Regions from separate parts of the Gossypium hirsutum genome. Here region 1 is linked to region 2. The links are chromatin contacts, called in public Hi-C maps. All regions are on one chromosome and are shown on one strand. The core of a region is the stretch at or near the end of the contact, and the rest is flanking DNA. Distances in the headings are between cores, read along the strand shown. Region 1 holds the start of LOC107926832 (phosphoenolpyruvate carboxylase kinase 1). Region 2 overlaps LOC121223324 (putative lysine-specific demethylase JMJ16).

The links. Hi-C and Micro-C count contacts between places; a contact is called where the count stands out from the background.
Region 1: a Hi-C map of leaf shows a contact between it and region 2, with 4 times the contacts expected there. The contact joins the promoter of LOC107926832 here to the enhancer-like site in region 2. A contact is called at or near these places in 4 of 34 Hi-C or Micro-C datasets (all in leaf).

Annotation. Positions count from the first base shown.
Region 1 is chrD11:57,394,838-57,398,586 of Gossypium_hirsutum_v2.1, reverse strand. It overlaps LOC107926832 (phosphoenolpyruvate carboxylase kinase 1), which reads right to left and starts at 2,460. Exons shown (of 2, transcript XM_016857766.2): 1 at 1,449-2,460; 2 at 781-1,326. The coding sequence starts at 2,229. The coding sequence ends at 1,280.
Region 2 is chrD11:57,240,113-57,243,798 of Gossypium_hirsutum_v2.1, reverse strand. It overlaps LOC121223324 (putative lysine-specific demethylase JMJ16), which reads right to left. Exons shown (of 13, transcript XM_041104562.1): 12 at 3,432-3,629; 13 at 2,678-3,247. The coding sequence ends at 2,915. Among protein-coding and RNA genes, the nearest start is that of LOC121223324, 11 kb to the right of the region's middle. Within about 2 kb of position 2,333, at least 3 of the 9 cell types and tissues checked have an H3K27ac peak or open chromatin away from gene starts, as enhancers often do. A contact at or near this core is called in leaf, where this site is marked.

The DNA.
Region 1 (3,749 bases), core at 1,211-3,710, 150 kb before region 2:
TATTATTATTATTTAAAAAAGGTATCATAAAAGCCTTGATAAGTGCCATTCTTTTTCATTCATTAATTTCATCCACCTGCCATCTTAAATGTTCTGGATTTCAATAACTCCTCTCTTCTTCACCTTGTACAACCAGTCTACATCAATGGACACCATTTTTAGTAGTTAAAATCAAAGAAATTCTAAAACTCACTCAAATCTCGTATGTTTGTAATTCTATAGATAGAAAACATAATATTAAAGGAGTTTTGCTTCCCATTGAGATTTTAAGAGTATGAAAGTGAAATCACTAGTGTGTTTCCCATTCTACAAGCTATAAAATGCTATACAAATCCATGTGTAAGTTATGACCCTTTCTTAACAAAAAAAAAAATTCAACTAAGAATTATCTTCTACAAGTTTTTCTTAGGGAAAGGGAATAAACCAAAGCATATGCCAACATGCAAAGCTTGTTCCCCAATATTTTGATTCTTTAGTGTCAAGCTTCTACCTATGACTTTCACAAAAGTTATGGAATTTAAAAATTTCATTTCATATATACTTTTGTCAAATGTCAATGTGGAAAGAATAGTCATATCATATGCCACTTCACAATCACATTGCCTTTGCAACAATTCTGCAGATTCCTTGAAACCCAGTTTTGTTCTTCAGTATATGCTCAAGTACATGCTATTAGTACACATGCACCATCAACATTTGGATTCCCAGAGATGGAGATTCCAAAAATGAAAGATAAATGAAAAAGTTAAAGAGATACCCTTATTTTTATGTATATTAATATATGAAAAGAAGAGGCTTTTCTCACTTCCTTCGTACTTTCATTAATAAAAAAACACAAGTACAGGAGGTCGAGTCTCAACTTACTGTTTTTATCTATGTACACTCTATATGCTTAGTTCTTAAAAACATTAACCAAAAACAAAAACAAAAAACCAAAAAAGATATTAATAAAGACTGGTAGGTTGATTATGGTGGTTGGTTTGGACCCCCCCATGTGATGAAACTCTGCTCTCTTGTGTATAACTTCCATGGCCTTGCAAAACGGGAAGCTTTGCTTGATTTTGACTTTTGCTTTGTAGAGATGATTACTTGGGGGACCCTTCTTATGGGGATTCTTGATATGCAGACAGTGCCTAATATTTACATTGATAAGCTCTCTTCTTTTTCTTTTTCTTTTTTTTTTTGGGGGGGGGAGGGGGAGGGGAAGGGGAAGGAGGCGAGGGGGAGGGGGTGTTCCTAATAAGCTCTTATTTATGCTCTTTCCAATGCTTTGATTAAATCAGTCCATTGAAATTGTTTCCCCTCCATTCAAGATCCATGGGTGCCCTGCATTTCATAACAAGCAAATTTCAATAAACCAAGATCAACCCAAATTGCCAATTGATTTCAATATGTAAAAAGCCCCAAACAAAGAGATTAAAATGAAGAGAGAAAATAAAAGAACTTACTCAGGACTTGTTCAGCAGACCATCTCCTGGAAACATCTCTGCAAATCATCTTCCTCAACAAGTCCTTAACCTCAGCAGAGACTGACCTGAAAATCCTAGATGGAAACCTTAAATTCCCTCTCAGAACAGCCTCGAAAATCTCCTCCGCCGTTTCACCGTAAAACGGTGGAACACCGGCTAACATAACGTACAAAACCACACCCGCACTCCACACATCAGCCTTCTCATTGTAAGCCCTACCCATCACAACTTCCGGCGCTACATAATAAGGCGTACCCACCAACCCATCGGCGGTCCCAACTTCCCCTAACCATGTGGAAGACCCGAAATCCCCAATCTTCAAATTACCTCTGAAGTCGAAAAAAATGTTATCAGGTTTAATATCTCTATGAACGATCCCAAACCTGTGACAATGAGCCAAACCCAACATAAGCTGTTGCATGTAAGCCGCGGCTTTAGGTTCAGACATATCGGGTTCCAGAATCTTGTCGTAGAGGGTAAAAGGCTGGCAGAGATCGATGATGAGTTGAAGGGTATCATCGGATTCAAACATGTCGTAGATTTGAACGATGTTGGAGTGAGGAGACAAAAGGGTCATGATTTTGGGTTCGTTCTCCAGACATTCTCGATCGGTGGGGTCGGAAAGGAGGCGTTTGTCGATGGATTTACAGGCGAAGGAGGATTGGGTTGAAGGGCAAAACACTCGAGAGATAACCCCAAACCGCCCTCTTCCGATCTCTTCACATAATTGGTACTTGTTCTTCAATGTTTCACTCAACATTTTAGGGAGCTTTTTATGATCTGGGTTTTCTGTTTTGGTCGATTTTTAAGGGGGGACTTTTCTTTTCTTTTCTTTTTCTTGATTTGGTTTAGGGAGTTAAGAAGGGGGACGGGGGGATTTATAGAGAGAAAGGAACGGAATAGAAGAGAGGAATATTCGGTGGGTTAGGAGGAAAAGCAGTTAAGACACAACACGTTTGTTTAAGGACTGAATAGCAATTCCCCTAAAAATATTGTATTTTATAACATATAATTCTAAAATTTTATACTTGAACCCCAAAAAATAAGCTATAAAAAGGGGGGAAATACAACTTGACTTTGTGAAGAGAAAGACCAAATATTTGGTTTTTAACAGGCATATGTTTGAATTTTGTTTAAATATTCTATAAGACAACTATTTTATTGGTAGAAGGGGGAGTGAAGCAAAAACTATTTTAACAGAATCTAGAAACAATTATTTATTTTAAGAATTTCTTATTTTTAATATTTTGGTTTTTTTTTATCGATTGAGTTTTAACTCGATTGATATCGGTATTATTGCCAGCGTAGGAGGACGTAGGTTTGAGTGTGCTAAAGCGCATTATACTCCTATTTAAGGATTGAGGAGGGAGGATGGATAGTTTTAGGCATTGTATCAAAAATAATAGATATGATAAGAATCTATAATGAGATTGATATTAAAAAAAAGGGTAAATTACACCAACAGTCACTCAACTTTTATGTAACTGACAAAACAGTCACTCTGGTTTCAATTCAATGACTCAACTTTCGAAAAATGATAATCGTTCACAAACGTTATCGAAAAGTGACAAACCAGTCACCCACTAACATTTTCTGTTACAAACCTAACAGGACAATTGACGTGGCCAGTTAACTAGCTGACACGGCCAGTTAACTGGCCGTATTGGATATGTCCACGATGAAAACCCACCCAATTTAAGAAGAAATTAAAAAAAACCCTAATAGCAGTAGCAACAGAAAAAGAAGAAGAAGAAAAAGAGAAGATACTGTAAAATCCACAAACACAGTTCTCTTTTCATTGCATCTGACTTAAACTATAACGCCCCAAAATTTGAATGTTTGACTAAGAAATACTAGCTTAGTTAAATCTATGTATCTGTGACTATGTGCTCTGTGTCTATGCTTGAGGTCAGAGGTTCGATTCGTACTTTTAGAAGTTTTTGCTATTTATTTTAATGTAACACTCAAAACTTGGGCTAGAAGTTTAAGCTGAATCTGGACGAGTTACACCAATGTATTGAAAACTGATTTCAACAATTACCCAGAAAACATTCAAAACTTTACTTGATTCGTGGTAGAAAATATTTTTAGAGTTTAACATTGAAAATTGAAAAAAAAATTCGACTTGAGTGGTTTTATAGTTTCACGTTAAAAATCATCAACTACTAACGAATTTAGCAAAAACCAAGACGAGTTCAAAAATAGACTACAAACCCAAAAGATTAAAATCACTTTTACATTATTGCAAAACAATCCGAGCTCCCACCTGTCGTCCGGTCT
Region 2 (3,686 bases), core at 1,084-3,583:
TGGACTAAGTTCATTATTTATTTATTGCATTCCAAATTGATTTATTATCAAATTCGATTTCATAGCATTTTGTGGCTTTAGTAATATAGACTCGAATACACAAATTCTGTGCAAAACATACCAAAGATAATGCACCCAAGGTGCCCTAGCCAAACACACAAGATACAAATGAAAATTGTATACCCTCCAAACACACCAAGAGCACAAACGTGCTATGCTGTAAGGCACTATATCAAAACTCCCTCACACACATGCCCATACAAGTGCACATCCAATTCTTAGGGCATGCCTATTGTATCCTAGCTAATTTACCAAACTCACAAAAGCAATTCATCTTATTAATCAATTTGATATAGTTCATACACTTTCATAACATAATATGTTTTCATGGTTTCCAAATCATCCAACAGAGCTTATATTTCACACACATCACATTTTGATGTTTGTTGGCACCTAAATATCACTCATACTCATCCACATTATCACATTGTCACCAAAGTGACCTATATCATCATATATGGCTTCATGTGTTTAAACAAATTATCTCATTTTACATATGACCCAAGTTATTCTTATTTCTTAATTCACATTCTCATTTGATCATTAGGTGACAATGTCACCATAACACACTTTATTAGACAATTATCTCTTATAACTTTGGATACCAATGCTTATTAAGCAATCTCATTACCTTATTAATTTCATATCTCATATTAATATTTGCCCTATCACATCACACTTTCTCTTAGCCTAGTTTCAATTTCACATTATCACTATTTACCTTTTTATAACATATTAACATATATTTTTATTCAAAGCAAGAATTATGTTATAACGCTTAAATTCTCAAAATATATCACAATTTCATTTTTATAAGTTTCAAGATAAAACTCACCACCTTTCAAAAAAAAAAAGAGATAAATTTCATTAATATTATTAATTTCTTTCATTTTTTCTTAACATATCAAGACTTACTTAATCATATATTAGCACACATAATACTTTTAATCACTCATTTCACAATTTATCCAAACACAAATTTATGATATTAAAGATAAAGTTAGTGTTAATTGATTCTTAGCTCGATTGGCATGGACATTGTTACCAATGTAGGAGGACATGGGTTCAAATGCATTGAAATGCATTATCTTCCTATTTATGGATTTTTTTTCTCAAAAAATAAAAAATACAACAAAATATCAATACCCAAGCTTATTAGTTTTCTCACAACAAAAATCCCAAATGTAGAAAGTAGGAATGATAGAAACATAATTTCTTATCTTATTTGAAGTTTCCTTTCACTACTTTTAGTTTTCTCTCATTAAACTCATGAAACCTTGAGCTTGGATGAAAAAGATATGGTGGAAATGAGTCTAGGAAGTGATTTTCTAAGTGACTTTAACCAGAAATCAAAATTTGGGTGTTGGAAATTAACTTGATTTTGAGAAAAAGCAAGAAAAAGAAGAGGGAAATTTTCCATTGCACAAGAGAGGAGGTCAACTTGTAGAGGCGAAAGGATTTTTTTTTTTTACCTTAAAAGTAATCCAAGTCAAAGTTGGTCAAAGTCCAAATAAAATTTGTGTAATCCACATTTACTCACCATGTTATCAACACATCCAATGGCACAAATTTAATCCGAACCATATAGAATCTCCACTTAAAATATTACTAACAAAAATTTCTTGTGAAATAACTAAAATACCCTTATACGAAAATTTTACACTTCAACCGTTTTTTATCACTTATTACACTTTCTTCACATTAAACTTAAGACATAATATATCCAAACTTCATAAATCATAATTATTCTTTAGCATAAGTCCACAATGATAAAAATTAAACTTATTTTCTCTTCATGGAAAAATTATTGTTTGATCCTTATACTTTTAAATCTTATCCAATTTAGTTCAAATGTGATCCTCATCATATCACTACATATTCCACATCGTTCCCATGTCAAATAATCATTATTAATTCACATTTTCTCAATTTGATAAAATTGCAACTCTTTCCATCTCGAATATGAAATTAATTCCTCGGTCTCTCTTTTAGTTAAACTTATTTTCAACGATACCAAATGTTGTATTGAAAATTTGGGATATTACAGTCTATTTGCATCGGTAGTCTGTGATTTCTATAGAAGAATCGGTCAGAAAGACACTACAATGGCAAAGAGTTGAAACAGAGAAAGAACGAAAGAATACAAGAAAAGAGAAGTGAGAGAAACAAAAGAACAGGATTTGGTAAGGTGTTTGATCCTCGTGCAACTTAGCCTCTCACCTCAATTGACTAGGTCAACACTTCTGGAGTATCCCGGAACATTTCGGCAGCCCCTTAACTCATTCTTGCACGCACACCATTCCGGACTTGTAGCACCAAGAATGGCCTTACTCAGGCAGACCGTGACACATGCTGCAGATTGGTTTTGAAAAAGAGGTAGACATGATCTAATGTAAAACTAAAATAACTTTAGCGAGAAATACAATAATTATGTTTTTACCTTATGTCAGAACTGAATCCAGACTGCTGATCCTTTGGCCCATATTCAACCTTTTTTTTAATGAAATAAGTGAAATTAAAGTGGTTTTAAGCGAAAATGCAGAATTGCACTGTGGTAGCCGCTGAAGATTGGAGGCCAACATGACATTAGGTGGTTTCGAAAATCAACCAGTTGAACTTTCAGAAGGCATTTTTCTTTCTTATGCTACAAAAATCAGTCAGTATGCAAAAATCCCACCGGAAAATAACCTACTCTTATCACTCTTCTTCTACCTGAAAGAATGGTGGATTGAATGGAGGCTGTACGTGCAGTGTGAAGGCAGGATATCGATATTTACAGAATTACAGTGACGAAAAATGTGGGATATATGGACTCGGATTTTGAATCCGAATCACCAAAAAAAAAAAATTTCAATCATGTAGGTCGACGACTGCGAATCTCCTCCTTAAGTAGTTGAGCCACACGGTCTACATCCTTGGGAGACCTTTTGTCACTTAATATGCTACAAAGTGAGCTTAATTCTTCAGAGCTTGCCTTCTTGAATAAACCTAGTAGTGTGTCGACTTCACCGGGCAGGCATTTGTTCTGAGGAGCCCCTGCATTATTTTGTTCCCCAGATGTTCTAAGAAAGTTGCCACCATTACCAGGGGTATGAGAATGTTGTAGGAACTGCACTTGAAGCCGAGAGTAAGGCCGAGAGTCCCAATACTCCATACAAACTCGATTGCGATCCATTGCCTCAACGGCCTGGTTTATGTTTAAACCATACGAGAAATGAGTTTTTACTTCAAATGTCAGAGTTAAGCATTTACCATGAAATCAAACCGTTAAGCCATTAAGAATAGTCAATACAAAAAGGGAGAGGGGAGAAACAGTTCAAATAAACTAGTTGACCAACATTTTTCATATCATAATGTAAAAACTAATTTACCTGCACAATTTCTGGTGAAGAAAAACCAAACATCTCAAAGCCATCAAGGCTGCCGGGAGGCTGCAATGGAGGGAGGTTGGTCCTTCCTAGTCTATGTTGTTTCGTTATCTCTTGATTCACTTTCTCCCTCACCATCTCCCAGCATCTGGCAGCTGAAACATGAACAAATACTTCACTGGGACAGTGCTCCACAGATACCTGAAACCAAATCAACATTTAAGGCCATGCATGCTTAAAGAACAATACATTTCAGGC